2 separate regions of the Gasterosteus aculeatus genome follow, and region 1 is linked to region 2. The links are chromatin contacts, called in public Hi-C maps. All regions are on one chromosome and are shown on one strand. The core of a region is the stretch at or near the end of the contact, and the rest is flanking DNA. Distances in the headings are between cores, read along the strand shown.

What was found. Hi-C and Micro-C count contacts between places; a contact is called where the count stands out from the background.
Region 1: a contact with region 2 is called in a Hi-C map of tail fin, with 5 times the contacts expected there. The contact joins the enhancer-like site here to the promoter of LOC120816874 in region 2. A contact is called at or near these places in 4 of 6 Hi-C or Micro-C datasets (blood and trunk muscle, skeletal muscle, tail fin and 1 more).

Annotation. Positions count from the first base shown.
Region 1 is chr4:34,883,760-34,890,146 of fGasAcu3.hap1.1, reverse strand. The region is part of intron 1 of LOC120816874 (plexin-B2); the gene reads right to left. Among protein-coding and RNA genes, the nearest start is that of LOC120816874, 32 kb to the right of the region's middle. Within about 2 kb of position 2,541, at least 9 of the 9 cell types and tissues checked have open chromatin away from gene starts, as enhancers often do.
Region 2 is chr4:34,853,400-34,858,950 of fGasAcu3.hap1.1, reverse strand. It overlaps LOC120816874 (plexin-B2), which reads right to left and starts at 4,233. Exons shown (of 41, transcript XM_078100733.1): 1 at 3,812-4,233.

The DNA of each region.
Region 1 (6,387 bases), core at 1,292-3,791, 33 kb before region 2:
AAAACCCTTTTCCAGATTGGCCGGATTGAAAAGACTCCAGACTGGTTTATAACTGATAAACAGTTTTAATAAAATTGTTTGAGCCACATTTATAAACAGAATCACTTCGACTTCTCACTTTAAACTCCAGCGTGCAGCGCGGCGTGAAGCAGATGTTCCGTCCACTCACTGCACAGCTGGGGGCGGAGGAGAGGTAGTAGAGCGTCGTGGTGGAGCTGCTCCACCTTCTCAGACACACACACACCTAATAAATTCCGTCACATCAGTAGGTGGGGATTTGAAATCTCTGCATGTTGGCCTTGTTTTTGTTGTCACGTCAATCATTCGAAAACCCTTTGAATTCAATTCAAAGTGCGTTTGCATTATTTATCGGCGTGTGAATGTCGTCCTCCGCCTTGTTCTAAAGCTGCTTTATGAATAAAACTTTAGCATCGTGGAGAAGAGGATAAAGTCTGGCGGTCAAGAGCGACGGTCCACGTTGCCGTTCCAACAATTTTCATCAGCGAAGACGTTGATTTCAGTTCATTATTCCATAACGCAGGAATACAAATTTTTTAAAATAAAAATAAAGCCAAGCTGTGTTCCAAATCAGACCTTTTTCTTAGTGCAGTGTTTCATGGTCTGTTTGACTAGATGATCATCAATTGTGTTAAAGAAGAGTTGGGTTTACAATGTTTCCTGAGGGAATAAATCAAGTCATTTCCTCATAGACGTCTATGGGAGCAGAGGAGTCGCCCCCTGCTGGTCACTACAGAGAAGTAGAGTCATTTCCTCATAGACGTCTATGGGAGCAGAGGAGTCGCCCCCTGCTGGTCACTACAGAGAAGTAGAGTCATTTCCTCATAGACGTCTATGGGAGCAGAGGAGTCGCCCCCTGCTGGTCACTACAGAGAAGTAGAGTCATTTCCTCATAGACGTCTATGGGAGCAGAGGAGTCGCCCCCTGCTGGTCACTACAGAGAAGTAGAGTCATTTCCTCATAGACGTCTATGGGAGCAGAGGAGTCGCCCCCTGCTGGTCACTACAGAGAAGTAGAGTCATTTCCTCATAGACGTCTATGGGAGCAGAGGAGTCGCCCCCTGCTGGTCACTACAGAGAAGTAGAGTCATTTCCTCATAGACGTCTATGGGAGCAGAGGAGTCGCCCCCTGCTGGTCACTACACAGAACGCAGCTTTAACTCATGAAGCTCTGACTTCACGCTTTAGAACTGGAAGGTTCCACCTGCATGGAACTTTAGTCTTCCAACTATTGCAGCTTCGACCCGCTCGCTCTGTATCTGCTGCGCTAAGGATTGTGGGTAGGAATGGCCAAACCTGCGAAGCGCTTAATCGCACTCTTTGTCGAGTCATCCCATCGCTCAACAAACGGGGGATCCGTGTGACGGCGGCGTCCACGCCGAGACGAAGGGAAGCGGCGAGGAGACGCTCCGTTTGATCTCCCAAACCGTTCATAACGAAGAGCGGCGTCTCGCTCACACACAGTGAGGCGCCAACAAAGAGGTAGAACAGATCGCACATCAATGTGTATTCATGAGCCGCCGGGAGATAAAAGGGAGAAAATGAAGAGTCAGAGATTCGGGCAGGGAAGAGGTGCATTCTGGGACGGGGGGGAAACTAAGCCCTAGAGAAAACTAGCCGGGAAAGACACACAGGACGGGACTCGTTAGACTCCCGAGTAGGACGCGGCTTTCAGCCTCCATTTTCATATCCTCTGCTTCTTATTTGCAAACGATCAAACTTGCTTTTATTTTATTATATTTGAGCATCGGAGAGAAGCAGGAGGAGAAAACCTCCGGACCCCGCGGCAGTAAAACGGGACACTACCGCTTCAGCCCACAGGGGGCGACACAAGCAACGCTAAATTAAACCTCTAATAAAACAATACGTCAATTAATGATTACATACTTCATACTACACCCGCATTAGAAAACGTTCAGCTGGTTTCCATCTTATTAATAACTCCCTTCACCCAGTTTCCTGATACGACACCAAAAATAATACAGGTGTGATAACGTACACGCGCACACACACGCACACAGACACACACACACACACACACACACCTTTGTACTGAGGGAAAGCAGCCAGGCTTTGATATCCACAAAATAGAACGAGTGAGTTGTTTGTTAAAACTATTTGGGTCAATGGGGAGTTCGCTGAGCAACAATGCAGGAACCGAAGGTACACAAAGACACGATGCGCGCACACACACGTGCACGATCAGCTGAAGCATGCACAAACCCAACACGCACGCACAATAAGTGTGTCTGACCCAGTTCATTATATGAGGGTGTTAGCAGGAAATCCGCACCAACATGCAGTGTGAATTTAGAGGGTATTACCAGCTAAATGGTACGATGCCACCATCCATGTGTGTGTGTGTGTGTGTGTGTGTGTGTGTGTTTCACATTTGACAAAATGAGCCTCTGAGCGGAGAACAAGCAAACAAAAAGCTGGAGGTTGTGTAACAGTGTGCGTGTTGTCTGTGCGTGTAAAGCAGCAGTAGAAGTTGTTGTGGTATCAGCCGGTGACAGCCAGCTGCTGCAGAGCGATAAAGAGACCTTTGGTTTCCACGTCTCTCTCTCTCAGCCCTGAGGACCAGCGTGTGTGTGTGTGTGTGTGTGTGTGTGTGTGTGTGTGTGTGTGTGTGTGTGTGTGTGTGTGCGTAAGCTGCATAAATAGCTCGAAGGAAACAAATACAGCGACGCTGAACAACAGCCAGAGCATTCATCGACAGACACACACACACACTCGTTGACTGAAACTGTGTCCCTTCCTGATGAAATTAATAATCACTGAAATGTTTTGTACGTTTTCGGCCCAAAGGCAAGTTTTATTAATTACTACGAATAAATAAAAAAGAAAAGCTAAAGTTAATTCTCATTTTTTGTTTTTTCCACCACAAAGTACAAACTTCCACCGGTGACAATCATGCTGCCCTTTCAAAATAAAGTACCGTCTTCAGAGGAAGCGACGTTGTGAGGTTCAGGAAGGTGGAGCCAGGTGAGTCAGGAGCCGCTCTGAGGAGGCGGGACTTAAAGGGAAGCCCCCCCAGCCATTAGTCGGGTCCCGGTGAGTCTGTGTGTGTGTCATCAAGAGCGTTCTATCTGACGAGGCAGGTAGCGACGTTTAGCTGAGCTGTCCTACAGTATGAGGCGCTGATTACACCACTGTGGGAACGAGACACAGAACAGCAGAAGAAGACGAGAGGACGTTTTGTGCGTCACAGGGGAGACGAGGTCGTCCTGAGTATCAAAGTACATTTAGAAAGTATGCAAGTAGTTTCTCTTTTCAGTAAACGTTTACTTCATATTTGAAGGCGGTAGTTCCAAACAGTGGTAGTGAGTCCTTCCACACACACACACACACACACACACACACACACACACACACACACACACACACACACACACACACACAGACTAGAAGCTGCCTCTGTCTGGTTATGTTTAACCAGCGCCTTTAAACTCACTGTGTGTGTGTGTCTGTTGAAAGTGACATCAGCTTCTTAATTGTGTTTCTTTTCCTTCTTTGGACCAAAATTCCCCAAAAACAAACACTGAATAAATCAGCAAATTGTTCTCTGGATGAACCAAAAATACAGAATTCTTTGCTGGTTGAGCCGCCTGAATTATTTAAAGTTCTTCCTCAGTGGTTTATTCCTGACATCTGAAGCGCTTTCCATTCACTCATTGGGTCCTTTGTCTAAATAAAATATATTGATATATATATATATATATATATATTATATGAAAAAATAAATACAATGCAAAAGAATTCTGGTGAAATAAGTAGAAATGAACCCACGAGGACAGTTCATCGTCAAGCGTCCTCAGGATGTCCACCAGCATCCACACGGACAAAGTCGCTCTTTTTGCTCCACTTTTGGTCTCCACCGACTCTTGAAGGGGAAATGTACGCTCATCATGGGAGTTAAAGGTTTAAAACTATGATATGTGATGATGTGTGACAAATGTTTTAATATAAAGCTTCTCCTTCGTTTCCCCGCCAACAGCTGGATATTAATATACGTCGTGTTCGTCCCGCTCAATATGGACGTTTCACAGGACAGAACTCATTCCTCACCCCCCCCCGGCTCTGCAAACTCTGAACATAAATTATGTCACATGTGTGTTTGTTTAAAATTAAAAATGTAATCTTCTACTTTGAAGTGAAGATATTAGACCATAAAATGTACCTTTTGTTTTTAAAAAACTGGTATTTGGATATAAAAATGTCAATCAATCAAAAATGTCAATCAATTGTAAACCCAGTTACACCAATTAAATCAGATTTTTTAGCCTAACTTTATAAACCTGAACATTTCAATGTTTTTTAAATATAAATTTGGAAAATCCCAAACAAACGTCCATTTGTTGTCCTTGTTTTCTTCCTCTGTGCTCAGCTTCCTTTATGCATTTATTTATGGTTCCACTCCTTTAAGCTTCGCAGCTCCTCCACCCTCTTATCTTGCTGATGGAGTAAGCACAGCTCCTCCACCCGACCGCAGAAACACTTCTACGACCTGGAAGAACCAGAAGAACCAGAAGAGCTTCTTTGTATCAACGTTTTCCGGAAGCACCAAGCTTCTTCTTGCGTGTTCTTTACATTATTTGTGTGCCATTAAATCCTTAAATTCTCTTAAAAAAAGTGTTCTTGAATAAAAATGTATCTAGTTTTACTTTAAAATGAAGGGTTCGATCTTTAATGATAGTATCATTTGTGTTACTCCTTTGTCTTCTTAAATAAAATGTGGGGGATTTCCACTCGCGCTGCGTCCTGATCTGTTGTGTTATTCAGCGCTTGTGCCTCCACGTGAATAATAGGAGCAAAATAAACAGCAGGTACTTTAACTCCTGAGGAATAAATGTAAAGTTTACAGAAGAAAATAAACTTTGCTTCACGAGGCGACACCCGCCGTATAAAATCTATAACATGTAGCCGCTTTGGGCTTTGAATAAGGCTGGTGTGTATTGACTGTGTGTGTGTGTGTGTGTGTGTGTGTGTGTGTGTAAGCCGCTGGGAAAACGAACTGGTCATTTTCTCAGGCCTCTATCTGATCTATGAGTGGAGGAACAGAACACACACACACACTTTATGACGTCTGTAAAACCCGTCATTATCCTCTAAATTCCTCCTTTCCAACGGCCCTTGAACACATCACGCAGGACAAACGCTCGTAAAAAAACTAAAACAAACAGAAGCTTAAAAATTAGATATTTCATCAAAAGCTATTTGATTCAACGCGTCTCGTTGGACATTTGTCCCCAGATGAACCGTAAGAACATTACGGAGCTCCTTGTTGGCGCCCTGAAGCCTCATCGGAGAACTTCCACGGAACTCCTGCAGAGAGGCTGCAGATAAACGTCTCATGTCCATATGACATAGAGGCGGGACAAACGCTGGACATACAGAATGATTTATGTCATAACCAGAGACGCGTGTGAGAGCACCTCGTCCTCCCACCGCCCCCACAGGGAACCTTCACGGGAAACAGATCAACGGACGAGTCCCCACATATAGATTCCAATCGCTAACGGGTCAGAATATATTACATATATTTATAGAATACAACGTCTCAGAGGCTTTAAGATTCTAATTAAAAAGTGTCTGAAATGGTCTCATATTCATATAATGAAGCGCTGAAGTGTTTTTAATCGAAAAGGTTTTTATGCACAAATCTAAACCCCCTTCGGGGTGAAAGCGTTATTATATGATATGATATTATAATGAATGGAGATGGATTATTACCGGTGATCGTTTAAACTCATGAGAAGTTAGACGTGACTTTCTAGGATCATACAATCAGCTTCAGATCAATATTCATACCTCGATGTGCCATCGACCGGAACACAAACGAGGGATTTATGACGTCTGAGAGGCCTTTATTCAACAGAGAGGTTCCTCCATTGTGGAGAAGTATTAAACATTAGGAGTTTGCACATATGAATATACAATATAATAAATACAGAAACTGACACACGATGTCAATGCGACTTTGTTTACATTGAACACACGTGTGAGAAGTCGCACAGAAGCAGCGACCGCGTTCATTTCCTGCTGCCGACTACTTCCTGCTCCCCAGCCAGACCGCTCTCCGGAGGTCACGACCTCTGGACACGAGCCACTCCAAACAACGCGCTCCCCCCCAAAACGCCACTCAAGACTTTCTGAATCCGAAACGACGGCTGAATCGACGCTGATGAACACATTTAAACAAATAAGGGTACGAATGCAGCAGACGAATAAGAAGAAATACGACTTCTGGAAATACGTGTTTACAAATGTGACAGAAAATGAGATAATGGAGGAAAAAAAAAAGACATTTCATATCTTTTAATGAGAAAACGACCCGTTTATATTGAGCACGAACTGACTTCCACTAATC
Region 2 (5,551 bases), core at 2,984-5,483:
GCGGTCCTCGCAACGCACCCTGAGGACTCCAGGAGCAACATGTGACCCGCGAGTAAAACTGAGACCCAAAGACAGAACAGCAGCAGCGGAAGTGGAGGACGGATGAGTCACAGGATTACGAGGAAAAGGTGGAGGCGACAACGGCGAATTCAACAGGAACGAAACCGCAGCAGTGGAATTTCAAAATAGGGGACGGACAGATTTCAGGGGAATCGCGAGGACGTGCAGCTCAAGAGGGGAAGAGAAAGTAAAGAGTGGATGTCAGGCGGCTTCATCCCCTTATCGCTGTTCACGGACACACACACACACACACACACACAGCAAACACAACCTTCGGACCCACACAGGAGACAAACGCCCTCACATGTGAATCAACAAAGAACTGACCTGAAACTTCAAATTAAAACCACAGAATCAACGTGTATAGTTATTAAATCATATCAAACGATAACGGAAGCCTTCGGGGGGGGGGGGGGGGTCACCTGTTAGGTCACCTAACGTGACTTTTAATACCTTTAAAATCTTGCTGGTGGTGCGTTTCGGGTGCTAAAGTGCATATCGGACAACAGAGCTCTCTCCTGCGGCTGCAGCGCGCTGTAAGTCAATGGTTCTTTGGCCCAGACAGGCGGCGTGGTCCTTTCCGCGCGGCGCACCTCTCGCTCCCACGAGGGACGGACCCCCGGCCGGCCCACGCGCTGACGGAGGCGACCGCACCAGCTGATTAAAGGCATTGTGAACCTAATCATCGGGCCATTGTGCGTCTCTCACCCGCGTCCCTTTCTCTCTTTTTGTCTCCACGTCTCTTTTCATGTTTTCTGTTCTCCGTTACGAGGCGCCGTCCTTGTAACGACGCCGCTCGTCTCTGACTGACGTGACCCTGAATTAACGGAGAGAGGCGAGACGCACAACGTCCCCCCTCCACCCGGAGTCATTAGAAAAGCCTCAGTTGCTTAATTAGGACAACGTGTTGTTCTTTTTTTTTATTTACTAAGTTAATTTAACTCAAACTATTTACTGAGATTTGGACTCTACTTGTTCCAGACTGAGGGAACTTAGATGAAATCAGCTGAAACCCACAGCAGGAGATGAGGGACTGCGTCATCGTCTCAGAGACTCGTTATCCAACTCCCATCATGCATTGCTCATGTGGGAGATGTAAAGTGAGATTTGAGGGCCGAGGGTCAGATGAAGCTCAAGACATTCACTCGTCCAGCGACGATGCATTCAGGCACAAAGAAAAAGAGAGAGAGAGCTCCCCTTCAGACCCCCCCCCCCCCTCCTCCCCCGTCTCACATCCAGAGTCTGTCTCACCCGCCAATCACCACCCAGAACTTTAAAAGTCGTGCAGCCTTGCAGAGCAGCGTCGTCATGGAAACCAAACAGGCCGTCTCACTGAAATAGAAATTGCTGCTTACGCCGACTTCACCACGAACAAGAACTTCAGACTAAATGCAACTTAAAATAGAGCAGCAGAGAGTGAGAGGAACACTAACGAGGGAAACGCACACACACACAAAGAAGTTTTCCACTTGACTTTTACACCTACAGACGGGTAGCTTCATCACGCGGACCGGAGACAAACGAGTGAGAGAAGACTCGGCTCCCGTTTCCTCCCGTTTCCTCCCGTCCTCCAGAGGACGGCTCTGCATCAACGTCCCTCTAAACCGGCCTACAAGTTAAACGTTAAAGCATCAAATCATCTCGTTATCGTTTCCTTATGCGGAAAAAAATGTCTTTGCGACTCCGCCCACGTTGACCTTTGACCTCCAGCGACGTCTCGCTGTGTTCAACCACTGGAATGGAGGAGAGCGCTAAGGAGCGATACACAGCACATCTGCTTCACGGAGGACACGTTGTGGCAGATTAGCAGACCCAAAATATACAGACGTGATCTGAATAAGGAACCGAGTTAACGGTTTTATATTAAGCGTTCTACACGTTTATCCGCAATACACGCGAATCTGTAATCTAATGTTAAACAGCCTGAATGAATTGATTTATTTGAAGGTTAAATGTTATAAATATAATATCAATGGTAACATAAATATAAAAGTGAACAATAATAATCTTTTATTATTCATATGAAAGTTAATATTGATAATTATATTCATATACAAATAATTTTAATTAAATCATTTCAGAATTAAACAAAGGAAAATGAAGTACGATGAAATAAGTAAATCATCTATTGAGTGTGTATTTATTAAACACACACTCTCAGACGTTTCACCACCACCGTCCATTACTTTCTGCTATTTGCCTCCTCAGTTCGCTGCCTGCAGGCTTTACTTTGCAGCCTCGGGGAGAGCAACAACAACAACAACAACACAACAACAACACGACCCCCCCTGGTGCGCGAGTCCGGCCGCCTGCATTCCGGTCCAACAGGTCTCCTGCTTGAACAGCAAACATTCTTGTGTTTATCTTTTCTCATGCGTTGACTCCCTTTAACGGGATGAACGTCCTTTCATCCAATCAGGACTTGAAGGGGCAACTTCCTTGGTATTAAACGTGTTTGTGTACTATTCGCTTATCACGGAGCCGTTTCGCTCGGGAGGATCAAGCGAACGGCAACGAGTGACCCGGTGAGCAGAGCCGTTGCCGTCTTTATGCTAAGCTAGGGTAAAGTCCACTCCAACAGACAACAGATAAGGGGCGATAGAGACGCGTCCGGCTGCACTGTGCAGAAATACTTTAAGCTGCCGACTGGATGGCGAACGTCTCACCGACGTATGATCACGTGTGCTGATCGCGCTGCCTTGGATCCCTTGAGCAGAACGCAAAGACCGGCGGCGTCGTCCCCATGAAAAAGAGCTTTGTGCTTTTATACACAATCGTTTTCAGCCACTTTTGATGGATTTCTTCCTCGGGTTCTCGTTCCATCGTGAATGTTTACCTGAATGGATGCGACCCCCCAGATCCGGACGAAGGGGCAGTAAATTCACACTCGGCGGCCTTCTGAGCGTGAGGTCACAGGCCTTTAGTGCGTGGAGGCCACGGCCGTTCGTTCGCCGACACCACGGCAGTTACCTCCCCATCACATACGGCGACGCGTGGAGGAAGATGGCCGCCGTGCTTACAGGAGACATGAGACGCTAACGAGGTCAATGCGCTTTAAAGACCTTTGGAACCAGATATTTCTTGGTCAATGAAACATCTGCAGCACGTGCAGCACATTAGTGAGCACGCAGGTTTTGAAAAGATTACGGATTCGACGTGGAGAATCAGTGGAGGTTAAGGGTCTTTGCACAGGTGTTTTAAATGGCAGCGTGTGACGTAAGCACCGGAAGGAAGTGGTGAGGAATGCGTCGCTGGAGCCGCTCGGCGGGATCAGCTCCAGATGTTGCGCATCGGTCCTCCCTCACGCCAGACTCCGTCCAAAAATCCGGTCATTTAAAATGAGCTCCGCTGTCAACGAAGACTGGACCTCCGGGACCATTTTAAACTCGTGTGAAGAAAAAAAAAACACATTCAAACGCCATTTTTTTTTTTTTAAGTTATGTCACTGAGCGTGGAGAAGCCCCGCCCCCTCGCTAATAACGACGTCTCGCTCGTTACGTCGATCGCGTCTTAATCGACGACACGAGTGTCTTCTCCGAACGGCGCGCACGCGACGACGCTTTTCACCGTGAAAACAGCCGCTCGGGTCACGTGGTGGTTTTCCCCCGTTGGCCATCAAGCGGTTAATTATTAAAGCCGAAGTTCTGTGAGCGGAGTTCGGTGTGACGTTTGCGGGAATATGGGACGAAGGTAAAGCGAAATCAAAGTGATGCTGTCCCGGGCGGGGGGGGGCACAGAAAACACTTCTTACCTCCGGGTGCGCCGATGCTTTCCCTCTTGCCGAGTTTTTCTGTCTGTATTTCCCCCAAAATGTACAAAAAGTTGGGAAATAAAAAGTGTGTCAACGGTCCTTCACGAAAAAGCAAATAGTTCCCGAACGTAACATCCCGGCGTGAACGCGCCGCTCCGGCAGCCCCAAGTTTTCACTCCGGCAAATATCCCCCCCTCCTCCAAAAAAAGAAAGAACTAGTAGGCGAGCTTCTTCCTGCGTGCTTCCCCACGCCCAGAAAAACCCGCTTCGCTACCTGTCCGCCTCAGGTGTGACAGATCACACGCGCACGCGCCCGGCAGTTTGTAGGCGACGCGGGAGCGCGCTTTCTGCGGACAGGAGAGTATCGGGATGAGGCGGTTTCCCCTGTTCCTCCTCCCGGCACCAAATCCCCAAATGCCGGTAGGTTCACACCAGGAGTCAAGCTGCCGGGAGGCGCGCGCGCGAACACCGGAAGTTTGATCCGGGTGCACTTCAGAGTAAAAGGGTGAATGAGACAGGGAGGTAGATGAGACACGATGAACCCTCGATGCTTTGTGTGTTTGGGGCATGAACTGAAAACTCATGCTTCGGATAAAACATCAGCGCAATGCGTTTTAATTCAACTGCATATAATGTTATGTGAAACGAGCATACAAAGCTGGAATTTTAAAATAAGCATTATCAGAAGGAAGGAACAAATGAGTCTGGAAGTGATCTAAAGTAAAAAGGTGATCTGAGTGTTTGCAGCCTGAAGCTCTGTGAGTCTCCGGGTGAATGTGGAGACAGAGTGTGGAGACAGAATGTGGAGACAAACCCTGGAAGAGAGCTTCAGACGAACCGTGCTCTTCTCTACATCTGTACAGTTGTTTTGAGCGACAAAAAAACCCACAGGTCCAACTTGCACAAATGATGGGACGTTCAGTTTTTTCATTCATCCATATTATTATGTTTTTAAACCAAAAGCTAAAAATAATCCCACACACACCAATTGTAAATGTATCTTTGTATATATTCACTCTAAACAATTATAGAGTGAATACACTTTTATACGTTAAGATATTAACCAAATTATTTAGTAAATTATTGTTTATTATGTAAATATCTAGATAATACTGTGATAGAAGACCAATTTGAGCAGTGAAGACGTACTGACTGGAACATCAATAACTTTATTTAAACACACAAAGCAACGCAACATAGAAAAAGATAAAAACTGCTGATAAAGTTTTTAGACTGAAGAAGGATTGATGCAAACGTTGCATGTTTTTTTTATATAGAATGGTACGTTAACGGGACCAAAGGTTTCTTTAGGCTTTCTTTAACTAACACTGCAGGCTGTCCCAAAAGGGATTTTATTTTGAAAAACCGCATCAGGAAGCCCCCCTCCATGCTTTTTCTTCCTTGATGGAAGCAGTTAAACACGGGTTTAATCCAAAGGCCATTAAAGAGACTAACTACCCCTTTCAAAGCAAAGGGGCAACACAATCAAATGCTTTTCACATTTTCAATAAAAACAGTAATCAACAACCGAAGACTGCATCTAAATACCAAACACGCTGAAAACAACTTTCCTCTGACAGATGTTGTTTGTGCTTGAACTTAATCAATCCTTCAGTTCTAAACAGATTATGGAACGCTTCATCTGCATCCACAATAATCTGTTTAGACTCCTCGGGGAAACCTGAATTGGATTTGTTGTGATTTGTCTTCAATCTGTACATTTTCCTCCTGCTTCTATTG